Linked DNA regions of Rattus norvegicus: region 1 is linked to region 2. A link is a contact called in public Hi-C data. All regions are on one chromosome and are shown on one strand. The core of a region is the stretch at or near the end of the contact, and the rest is flanking DNA. Distances in the headings are between cores, read along the strand shown.

Region 1 (5,962 bases), core at 3,018-5,517, 470 kb before region 2:
GTTACTCAAATTTTCATCAGCAAAGAGCAGGCTTTCTGATATGACTGTTTATTTGCAGACATACATTTTCCCAAATGTGTATATAAAATGTAATTTAATGTGTATATTGATGTATTATGTAATATAGATTCTATACACCCATTTTCTACATATTACATGGATATATTACTTAAAAATGTGGATCCTGAATTATATGTTTCATAAATTTCAGTGGTGAGTGGATAAAGTTAAGCATATGGTGTACCACAGCTGAGCGCTGTCCAAGAGGAATAAGGAGTGTAACAGTCACAGGCTACAAGAGAGGAGAAGAGGCATTCCCTTATTCTCTGGTATCTCGTGGGTCCTCAGGAAGTTCATTGTAAGCTAATATTGTATCCTGTTTTGGCACTATCTTTCTTTGCAAAATAACAAACAAAACACAAACAAACAAAAAGGGTCTTGATTGATTCAAGAACTAAAGATGTTTTCAACTCTCATGATGTTTTCATTGCCTGTAAATTCATCATGGATGCCTGCAAGTGGCGTCTTTTATGCCTTAAAATGTCCATTTTTGAGTTTTTTTTTTAACAAATTTTCCTTTGCTTTATTTCCTCAAAATATTTTTCAGTTGTTTGTATACACCATTCCAAAACTCAGAAAGGTGCACTTTCAGAGTCCCCAAAACACTGCGTAATTAAATCAGCTCTGTGTAGTCTCATAAGTGTTCCAAATATTCTGATATAATATAGCTTACATAGAAATGCAACTAAGATAGATTCAACGAAGCCTTCCTAGTCACCACAAACTGTACTCTGGGAAAACAATGCCCACAAAGCAGCATGTCCTCCAGAAGTCCTGTGACATTAAGAGAAACTGAGACAGTAGTGTAAACCCTAAAGGTGACTATTGTCTGTATTGCAATATAGTATTTCATTTATGAGCAAAAGGCTCGGCTTTGCCTTCACCTGGTTCATTAATGGCTCACGAACCTTTTATACAATTATTAGCTGAAGTAATTTCATCAAAGTAAACTTAATTCTGTTAAGATTGAACTTATGCCAAGGACTTAGGAAGATCTTTTGGCAGATTAAAAGTAAAATGAGTCACTCTTTCAGTGGTGCTGAATGTTTTATAATCCCTGTTTTTAAAAAAGGCAGATTTATTTCTGCTTCAAACTTTACAAAAGTTAAAATTTAGCCACCAGAAATAGATAGAAAGGCCAAACACTTGAACATTAAGAATATATATTCTATATCACATAATGTTATGTAGAAAACATTGTAATGTCCATAAGAGAATAACTTTAAACCAAACAAATTAATAATAATAATAATAATAATAATAATAATAATCAGCACAAAAATAGGAGCAACTCATATCTTGAGTATGATAGAGTGAAGATTTTTATCAAATGCTCCATAGGAAAGGAGAACAAGCCCTGTGTTTGCAGAACACATTGAGACAGTGCTTAACATACAGAATGCATCAGGGGAAGGACTTAGGAAGGAACTAAGAAAGGATAGAATTACCAGGGTATTTTTAAAGGCTGATAGTGTAAAATAGGGTAAATGAGGAAGAAAAGGACGATGGAGCTGAGAAATGGCTCAGGAGTTAAGAACATGGTTTGCTCTGTCTAGAGAGAGTCAGATCTGAGGCTCCAGCACTTATACTACGCACTTCACAAATGGCTGTAACTCTAGCTCCAAGCAATCAGATGCCCTCCCTGGCATCTGGAGGAATACTTACATATGTAATGTTCACACACACACACACACACACACACACACACACACCACAACACACTCATACACACACGCACACACACACACATTCACACACACACATTCACACACACACATTCACACACACCACAACACACTCAACACACATACACATTTACATGCTAAAAATGGAATAAGTCTTGAAAATAATAAAACATGCAGTACCCTAATAGAAGAGACGATGGTATTGCCACATAGTTTTAAATTTGACCATACTGTTCTTATATTTCTGTATCTTTCACATTTTTTTATTAGAAGAGTCTTGTTTGACCACCAATTTAAATAAGCCTCTCTAAGAATGGAATGCCCTTCCTGCACATTAAAGTTTTCATGATAATGGAAAGAATTAAATTATGTTTGTTTAAAGTTTTCTATAATGATGTTTTATTAAAAATAGAAATGAAACTAAAGTGACATTTAAAAAAATGATTCTTTTTGCTACGCAGATGATTGTACCTGAAACTTTAAGCATTTCTGAGGAGACAGAGCAGTCTAAATGGAAGTAAAGTTGCTTTATAATTGAAAGTTTGCATCTGAGTAAACTCTAGCCTTGGAGAATACTGGAGAGTAAATTGAATATTCTGAACTAAAGAAAGATAATTCCTAGCGCCAAAGGTTGCGAGAGAGCAATGAATGAAGGAAATGATGGTATCAATGTTTCTCTCTGAGTATTAAATAAGATGGTTAGTCTCAAGAGTGACACAGGCTTGCTATGCCGAGGAGAATGTCATATCCTCTACAGCACAGGGAAGACGGCTAAGAGCAGCCCAAGCACCTGATATAAACTTAAGGCTCCAAAATTGCTCTCAGGCATATTTACTACTTCCAACTTTCTATTCTCTATCTCTGGTTGCTATCTTCTGTCAATAGACACATATGTATGTATGTATGTGTGTATGTGCATATGTAATGCATGCATATATGTATGTATGCATGCGTGTATGCATGTATGTATGCATGCATTTTGTATACAGGTATGTGTGCATGTATGCATGTATGCATGTATGCATGTATGTGTGTATGCATGTATGGATGTGTGTATGTATGAATGTATGTATGTCTGTATCCAGAAATCATTGATCTATCAATAACACATGTACTGTATATCAATCTGTGATCTTTTTAATGCCCACTCACAAGCTTATCTAACATCTATCAAGATGTCTAGTCTCTCTTTCAATTGTTTATCTACCATCTATGTTTTCCTTCCTGTCTGCTCACTGATTATCATTTATCTGTCTGTCTGTCTGTCTTTTTTTCGTTCTATCTCTATCTTCCTATCTATCATGTTAATATGTATCATTAACCATATTAAATTACATTTATTTTAACTAATGTATATCTCAAGAACCATCTATATGAATGTTATATGTTGTTCAGTGAATATATGCCTTGTGTACAATTTGATCAAATTAAACATATCTACTTCAATAGTCATCATTTATTCATCACAACAATCAGATTAAAAACTTTATACTTCTCTAGTAATTCAGTTGCAAGTTTGATAGTATTGATAAAATATCACTGTGATTCATAATGTTCTTGAATACATCATTCTGGAGAATCTATCTATTTCCTCATCTCTAGAAACCTCCCAACCTTCTCTGTGTCATAGTTTAACAAAACTGACAAAAGGACATGATAAATTTCTCTAACATTTAACTTAAATTCAAAACAAGTATTTGTAGTAGGCTCACAAGAAACACCTTCTTAATGCTTCTCCATTCCTTTGGCAGATTTTGAGTCCTGAATTCTGTAAATGACTCACTATGTGGGAAGCCCATAGTCATCAGGGTGTGGCCTGCAAGACTTTCTACCTCATGGTGGGAAGACATGGAGTTCCTAATCTTTTAATTATTAGCTGTAAATGAATGGGTGCAGAAAAGAGAAGACATTACGATGCCATTGTCTGTAGGCCCTGCCCTGCAGCTGTAGTCAGCTTCAGGGGTGTGGCAGAGACTGTTTTCATTGTTTCTGTGTTTACTTCCTACAATAGTCTTCTTCATAAATTTCCTTATTACCATCTGTGTGGAAACAATCATTTGTTGCCCTATAGAAATGGGTGGTGTTTCACTGTTTATAGTGTTAATATTGTAGAAAGCCAATACACAGATTTTGTATCTTGTCTGTTTTGTCAGTTATGAAGTCACCTTGACTGAAGGATGGCATGCACACTTTGCAAATTTCAGTAATAAAATCCAGTGAGTGTGTTTGAAGTCCTCTATCTATAAGAAATAAAGTCGAAGGCACAGCGTGTCTCCTTTTGGTGGCTTCAACCTTCTTTTCCACCTTTCTTCCTCCTCCTAAGTGCTGAGGAAACTTTCTGCTCTGGGTTTGTGTTCACTGTCTCATATAATTCCTAAAGAAATTGATAGAAGTTGATGAGAATAGTCGTTTTTCATTTCCTGCCCTCAGGAAGCAGGGAGTCTTTGTAGGATCCCAAAGACAGACTTTAAAATTGCACATATGGGTGTGTGAACTCAGGTGACTGCATCAGTCTTTCAGTCCACTTGACTCTCTTGGCTACTAATCTACATAACTATGGAATTGGAAGTCTAGACCTAGGAAGCTGGAGTAATGGAGCTAAAAGAATCACCAGTGGGGCTGGAGAGACGGCTGAGTGGTTACGAGCACTGACTGCTCTTCCAGAGGTCCTGAGTTCAAATCCCATCAACCACATGGTGGCCTACAACCATCTGTAATGAGATCTGATGCCCTCTTCTGGTGTGTCTGAAGATAGCTGCAGTGTGCTTATATATAATAAATAAATTAAAAAAAAAAAGAATCACCACCAACGTAGAAGGAATATGAGGATTAGGGAAAGTGCATGCATAAGAGAAATTAGAGAGTTCACTTACCTAGCTACTCTAGGGTCACCCAAAGATCATTCTTATGGCAAGATTTCTGGATTTCTCACAATGTACCCCCACCCCTCATAAAAAGTGAAGAGATGGCTAGGAGAACCCATCTCTACCCCTTTCTGTATGTCTCAGCAACACATACGTGGGAACATTCTAGCAGCATCCTTGGTGGTGAAGATGAGTGTGCTGAGAGATATTCATGTTGAAGGGAAACATACATAAACAGTCATGACTCCCCAGTTTTATCGATTATAAAACTTCAGTGAATTGAGAAGGCTCTTGTCGAACACCCCTAACTATTACTTTATATTCGTGATCATAGAATAAAGTAGATATTCATTATCACACAAGAAATTCTCAACGATGTTCATGTCAGTTGTGGTCTAGGATGATATTAAAAGAACAGAAAAGGATGAAAGATAAAAATGAAAGCCTGAGTGAAATTCAGCTTTTTGGTTACACAGTGTATTTGGGCCACAGGAAGCCCCATGGAATAGTAATCAGACCGCATCTCACCCATGAAATAGATGTTTTGTGAGGAAGTTAATCTCTTTCAATCTGCAGAGTCAAAATCGAGATCACGCCTATACTTCAGATGACACATGCCAAAATCATGCAAAGATTAACCAAAGGGCACTCCTCGGCCTTGCACAAAATCACAAACATCCAACAAATGTCTCTCCAGAGGTCACTTGCTGCACTGTACTTACCCCTCCAGCATTAAGCTTGCTGTGGAGGAAGGCGTGTTGCTGACCTCCATTATTTCTGTGTTGGGAGAGCGATGAGAGTGTTAGAGGAGTTGATAATGCATGTGTCACGATGTCCCTTCTACAAGTTGTATTTCTCCTACGGCCACCTAATATTTCATTCCTAGAATACTCAGTGACAGCAAGAATCTGAATGTGTTTTTGCTTCCTGCCTTCCTGCTGCAGCGGTTTGGCAAAGAAAACATTCATTTACAATTTATGGAGAAGCTGCACAGGTGCCACTGAAAATCAGCTAGTAGGTGATAGAATCTGACATCTCCCATCATGCACCAGGGCTTCCTGATTCACACAATATCACAATCAGGTTAAATTAACAACAACGATAGCAATAGTAAAAAAAATGGTACTAAATTTTCCCAATTCAAATGCTGCTTGTGGTTAACTATAAAAAGATGCCTTGAAGGATTAGAAAGGTGGCTTGGTATCTAAAGTGCCTGCTTTGGAAGCATGAAGACCCTCAGCTCCTATATTAAGATCTCAGCACAGTGATAGCATCTATAAACCCAGGGTTGGGTGTAGGTGTTTCGATGTGTCCCTTTAGCTCTCCAGCAAGTAAACCTGAATGAATGGGTAA
Region 2 (6,122 bases), core at 11-2,510:
TTTGCAGTGACAATGGAGGACCACAGAGATGTAAAGAAACATTTCAATGCGACTCTTACTTGACATTTACTTGCTGGTATTGATGTGAGGTACTCCAGATGACACTGCAACTCATTCAGATTTCTTTTTATTCTTTTTTTTTCCTTTGGAGCTGGGGACCGAACCCAGGGCCTTGTGCTTGCTAGGCAAGCGCTCTACCACTGAGCTAAATCCCCAACCCCCTTCTTTTTATTCTTGATCCAGCTGAATATGATAAGTGTTGCAGTGACCTTTAGCCCCAAGCCCAAAACCCAGACGTTGAAATCTGGGCAACATATTAAGACCCTATCTCCACAGGGAAAGGGCAAAGAGGGTGGAGAACAGAGGACAGAGAGGATGAAGAGGATAGAGACAGTGGAGAGGATGGAGTAAAGGGAGAAGATGGAGAAGGTAGAGAGGGTGCAGAGGGTGGAGAGTGTGCAGAGGTGGTTCACAAGTTCTAAGATCTTACTCTTCCTACCCAGATCCAATTATCAGTTTCCACCATCATCATTAGGTGGCTCACAACCTCCTGTAACTCCAACCCCACTATTCTATCCTCTGAAATATCATCCAAATATACATATATAGAAATAAATATTTTTTAAAAAAAGATATTTTTCCTATGTGCTACTAGTGTCTATTTCGGGTGAAGCTCTGAGTGACAAAGGATATTTAGAGATGAGCAAATGCACAGATTTTATGCAGAAAGGAGGGTAACGATTAGGTTGTTTGGTTTCTCATAATCATGCTGAAGAATTTGAGAATGTGAGTGATGAACTCAGGATGCTAAATTCTTAGGAAATGTTCTATAAAAGGAGTTCACAAATCTTGCTTGGAAAGGCATTCTTATCTCACAGCCAGAGGGTAAATACTTCTGAAAATAAAATGTCAGTTTTGGTTAGACCAATTATAGCCCACACTGAATTCCAGAGCTTAATGGGACTTTTTTTAATTAAAATTAGGGCAAGGACTATGAACTGTTTGAGTCCAGGAATTTGGGATTGGAATATATGAGCAAATTCTGGTGAAGATTTCTCTCTATGTCCACATAGAGTCCTGCCTTCTTAAAGCCTTTCCTTTGCAGCCCAATGGAGGCACAGCCTGTTCTGTCCCAGGACTTCAGTACCACTCTGTGACAAGCAACTCCCACCAATGGGAGTCCAATCAAGATTCCTGCTAGCCCTACAATTATTTTATTGCCATTGAAATCTGTAGTTAGACTCAATTGCCAACTGTGTTAGACTGTGGATCCACACCCAAGCAGCTGCATGTCTGGCCAGTTTTCATCAGCAAAAAATAGGGATAAAAATGGCGGCATATCTTTAGGGTATTGTTGGAACAAGTTGGTAAAGTTGGAGCAAGTCAACCTGGACATAGGGATAGGGATTCCTGAGTCAGTGTTTTAGCTTTGGGGATGGGGATGGCTCTAATTGGTTGTTTGGTTGATTGAACTGAGTCATAGACCCAGAGGCAACTTACCCAAACAGAAGTAGAAACATATACTAGTCCTGTTGTATAGAGAAAGACACTCAGAAGCAAAAGTGGATTTATAATAACAGAACAACTCATGGAGCTGGACAAGTCCTTACTCAATATTTCATACTTGATCATGAACCCTAATGATACAGTCCATCTTAACTAAGTGTAATTTTCCCATCAAAATGCTTTTAACATTTTTAAAATTTACATATTTATTTTTATGTAATATTTTAATTTACCCTTTGAGAATTTTATGCAAGTGGAATCATTTCTTCTGATACTTCTCCTGTTGGAGGCCTGGATCCACACATACATCCTCACAATTTCATTTTCTTGTTATGATTTTTCAATATATAAATAATCAACCCACTGAATTTGCTTTCTACCTGCACATGAATGTAAGGGCATGCACAGAAATATGGTCAATGTATCACAAATCACAGCTCTAAAGAAAGCTGCCTTTTCTTCCCCTGGCAGCCCTTTGGGTCTTTATACTTTTTAATTTCATTTTTTTAACATTTCTAAAAAATTTTTACATGCACTTTAAAATCCAGAATACAAACAAGATTGACACTTTCAAATTTTCTTAGCTAAGACAAATGAAGCTCATTTCTGTTTGTGAATTTTTCTATTGTTAAAAATAACAAATATATGTGTTTAGCCATCTTTTCAGATGGATGAGCCTTCCAAATGATAGGAGATCGATGGTAAATGTATTCATCTCTAAGCAATGCATTTAACAGCATCTGAGGATAAATATTAATGAAAAATAGTTCACTTTGCAAGCTTGACATGAGAAGTCATTAGGGATATATCTATGATAAAAATACACCACAGCCTCACTGCAGAGAAAGGGAGATGTGTGGGAAATGACTTCTGCAAAAGGGCAAAGTTCCCTGAAAAAAAAAAGAAGATAGTTCAATTTCCTCTCTCCACGCTGTCTTTTTAAAATAACATGACATACCACACATTTTGACACAACTCCACATGACTCAGGGGCCTTTCTTTAAATAAGACCAGAACACATTCGTGGAGCCTGAGTCACCTCTAACCCTTCGAACTTGGTGAAGATTACTAATCAGGACAAGCCTTCATTCCTAAGTCAGTATGGGAAAGTTCTGATTCAGGCAGTTAACCTAACATTCTGTTCTGCACTAAACAAGCTATGGGTTTTCCTTCTTCTCTTTTTTGTCTCACATTAAAAGAAAAAGAATACTCTAAAAAATGTATTTTTCTACAGTAAACAAAATCTCACCTTTTCAAACTAAGCAATGTTTATGAAGATGACTTAGAAAGGTAAAAGAAAATAACTCATTAACATAGAAAATCTATCCATGATGGGCTCCCCTTTAGGGATGTCAAGACTGAGGAAAACCATTTCCTCTGAGAAAATTAAACCAGTAGAATATTTGCTCTTCTGAGATCAGGGAGATCCTCTGGATAAAAGCCAAAGTTTAAGATTGTTCTTAGGATGGAAAGCGAAAGTCAAGAATTGAGACTATGACTCTCTGTCACACTCAGCCCTCATCCACATTGTGATGTTTTCTGGTCTCACAATCCTATCCCTAACATTAAAAGCCTGTTTCCTGTTTTAAACAAATAACTATGACGCAGGGGGTTGGGGGGAGGTGTTAATGAAATCATTGAACTTTCAGGAGGCCAGATAGGATATTTCCTTTTCTTGCCGAGCTGTCTGTAGTCTCAGTTTCCCTTATTTAAATGATAAAGACACTGTCTGTTCTCACATGTGAACAAAAATATCTGATGCATACATTGTTTGGCTTTTGTGTACATCACAGAATAAATAACAGCAAATAGAGAGCTGTGATGCCTGACTGGACTCTGAAGGCCCTCGAATTTCACTCACTGGGTATTTCCCTAGTGATGGGGATCAGTTGACAAAGAATTGTGATCACTTCCTATGAATGATGCCTTTCCCTCAATTGTATACACACCACCATTGGTAGTATTATATGTCAATCATCTTGTATCTACCTCAAGTATTCAAATCAGTCTGAACAGTGAAGGCTGGGTGGCTGCGACTGCTCTCCAACTCTGTCGTCTCATTTCCCCAATCATCACCAAAGGACCAAGAGAGAGGAAGGTTTGGGAGGAGACAGGAAGACAGAGAGACAGAGAGACAAAGGGGGGTAGGATTCAAGCTTTTAACTTCAGACATGATTTCTTTTTTCCTCACAAACACCCAATTCTTACTACCATTTAATATAGCAAAAAAAAATTTTTTTCAAAAAATAGTCATGTTTCAGGTGAGCCAAAGTTCTTCATAGGTCTGGAAGAACACATCCTGGTGGGAAATGACTGTATATTGTGTTCTTTTGAAAGGCTTGTTGACAAAAACAGATGGTGCAGGTGTCTGCTTGCAGTCACAGTTGTAGTGACCTTCCTGTAGTTAAAACAAACAGGCAAACACAGTATCTCATCTCCTGGCTCCCATTAAAAGTCTAACTTTTTGCCGTGGAAACAAACTGTTTTACAATTTTAATAGAAAAGAAGGAATCACAAGCATATAAAAGAAGGAAAGACACACACACACACACAGAGACAGAGAGAGACAGAGACAGAGAGACAGAGAGACAGCGAGTCAGAGAGAGACAGAGGCTCAACAGCTATCAGATAAATAAACAGCACAAAGACTCCTGTGGTTGTCGAGCTCAGATGCTGAAGAAAAGACTTCAGCAACACATGTCTGGCTGCTGAGACAGAGGGACTGGAACAAATCCAGGGAGACCACATCTGGGAGTGCCAGTGTGTGAATGCAGCTTAGCTGGCCTCCCACACAACAGGAATTCCACCAGAAGTATGTGCTCTGGGTGGAAGAGAGCAAAAATGTGTTCAGAATATCACTAAGGAAACCCAGATGCATTATCTCTGCCAGAGTTCAGAAGACAGTGGAGGCCATAAATGCCTCCCGGACTAAAGCAGACAGTATACTTTAATGACACGGGTGAAGCTGGGAATAGGAAAGAAGGAACTAGAAATACCTCAGTGTACTAAGAAGAATGAGAGGCTTTAAAGCATCAGGACATGTTTCCGGCGCTTTCAAGAAAATAATAATGTCTGTGGCATTTTGCAGGCAAAGAATGATCAAATTAAAGACATTTTTGTCCTCGTGCTCCAGGTTGTGGCTATCGTAAGTTCACCTTTAAAATATCAAGGCAGTTGTTCCTCCTGTTTTTGCTTCTCTATAACAGGTTGTTTTCATAACCAACAGAAAATTTTCAGAATACATTTTGGTCCAAAAAATATATCTGATCTTACCATTATGAAAGTCTGTTTTTGGCCTCCAAATGTACCTTGTAAGAAGACACATGTTTAGACTATCATGTGTGTGTGTGTGTTTGCAGAGCTTTGATTTTTAAAATGTGACTCAGTAACTTAGATCTGCTTCCAGCAAAATGACTGTGGTAGTTTGAATATGCTTGGCCCGAGGCAGGGGGCACTATTGGGAGGTGTGGCCTTGTGGGAGGAGGTACGTCACTTTGGGCATGGACTTTATAACCCTTCTCCTGACTATGTGGGAGTCAGTCGTCTCCTACTGGCCTGTAGATAAAGATGTAGAACTCTCAATTCCTCCTACACCGTGCCTGCCTAGACACTGCCATGCTCCTGTCTTGATGATAATGGACTAAACCTCCAAACCTGTAAACCAGCCCCAATTAAATATTGTCCTTGTAAGACTTGCCTTGGTCATGGTGCCTGTTTACAGTAGTAAAACTCTAAGACAATGACTTACATAATTGTACAGAGTTCTTCAGGAATTGGGTATGTATATGTGCATGCATGTGTGTGTGTGTGTGTGTGTGTGTGTGTGTGTGTGTGTGTGTGTGTGTGTGCGCGCACGCGTGCGCGCACATTTGGGCGGTGCACTCACATGCACCCTTTGCTTACTTTCCTTTCTCATTAGACGCTGCCCTTTTTGAAATAGAGTTTCTTACTGAAACTGGAGTTTATCCTCTGGTCTAGGCTAGCTTGACCAGTGAACTCTCTAAGGAGTGGAGTTACAGACTTGTATCTTTGCATTGGTGGTGGGGATGGGCCTAACATGCACATATCAAGCACAACTAATTGCCCATTCACCAACCTGTGTGAAAGTTTTACCATGACTAAATGAGTATGTTAAAATGATAATGGACCATCCTCTCCTTTCTTGAATCTTGTGGCAAAATTTATGATTCTGTAATGATTTGTAAGCAAGACATCCAACAATTTTATAGGAAGCTGAAGATTGAATTAATAAATCTGGTGTGTGTGTGTGTGTGTGGTATGATATGACTGAGTGGCTTCATGGACCAGTATATTAACATGAAGTAGCCAGAGCATGAAGTCTGACATCTTACCAAATAGCTCTTTTTCTTACGATGTGAGGCATAATCTCTTCATAAACGTCAAGCTCACTATTTTCACTGGGCTGTTGGAGAAGAGAGTTTTTGGTATCTATGTCTCTCCACTCCTCAGTGCTGGTGTTACAGGCACAACCATGGCTTTCATAAGGATTCTGAGGACTTGGACACTGGTGATCATGCCAAGCAAATTCTCTTACCTTTTGACTGACCTCCTCAGTCCAAATGTTAATAATTTTAAGGACAGTGACAAAAACATCA

The links. Hi-C and Micro-C count contacts between places; a contact is called where the count stands out from the background.
Region 1: a contact with region 2 is called in a Hi-C map of Schwann cells, with 6 times the contacts expected there. The contact joins two enhancer-like sites. A contact is called at or near these places in 3 of 12 Hi-C or Micro-C datasets (the A7r5 cell line, the Rat2 cell line and Schwann cells).

What each region holds. Positions count from the first base shown.
Region 1 is chr17:70,471,891-70,477,852 of GRCr8, reverse strand. The region is part of intron 2 of LOC120097919 (a long non-coding RNA gene); the gene reads left to right. Among named protein-coding and RNA genes, the nearest start is that of Akr1e2, 170 kb to the left of the region's middle. Within about 2 kb of position 4,267, at least 4 of the 93 cell types and tissues checked have an H3K27ac peak or open chromatin away from gene starts, as enhancers often do.
Region 2 is chr17:69,994,704-70,000,825 of GRCr8, reverse strand. No RefSeq gene overlaps it. Among named protein-coding and RNA genes, the nearest start is that of Klf6, 540 kb to the right of the region's middle. Within about 2 kb of position 1,260, at least 8 of the 93 cell types and tissues checked have an H3K27ac peak or open chromatin away from gene starts, as enhancers often do.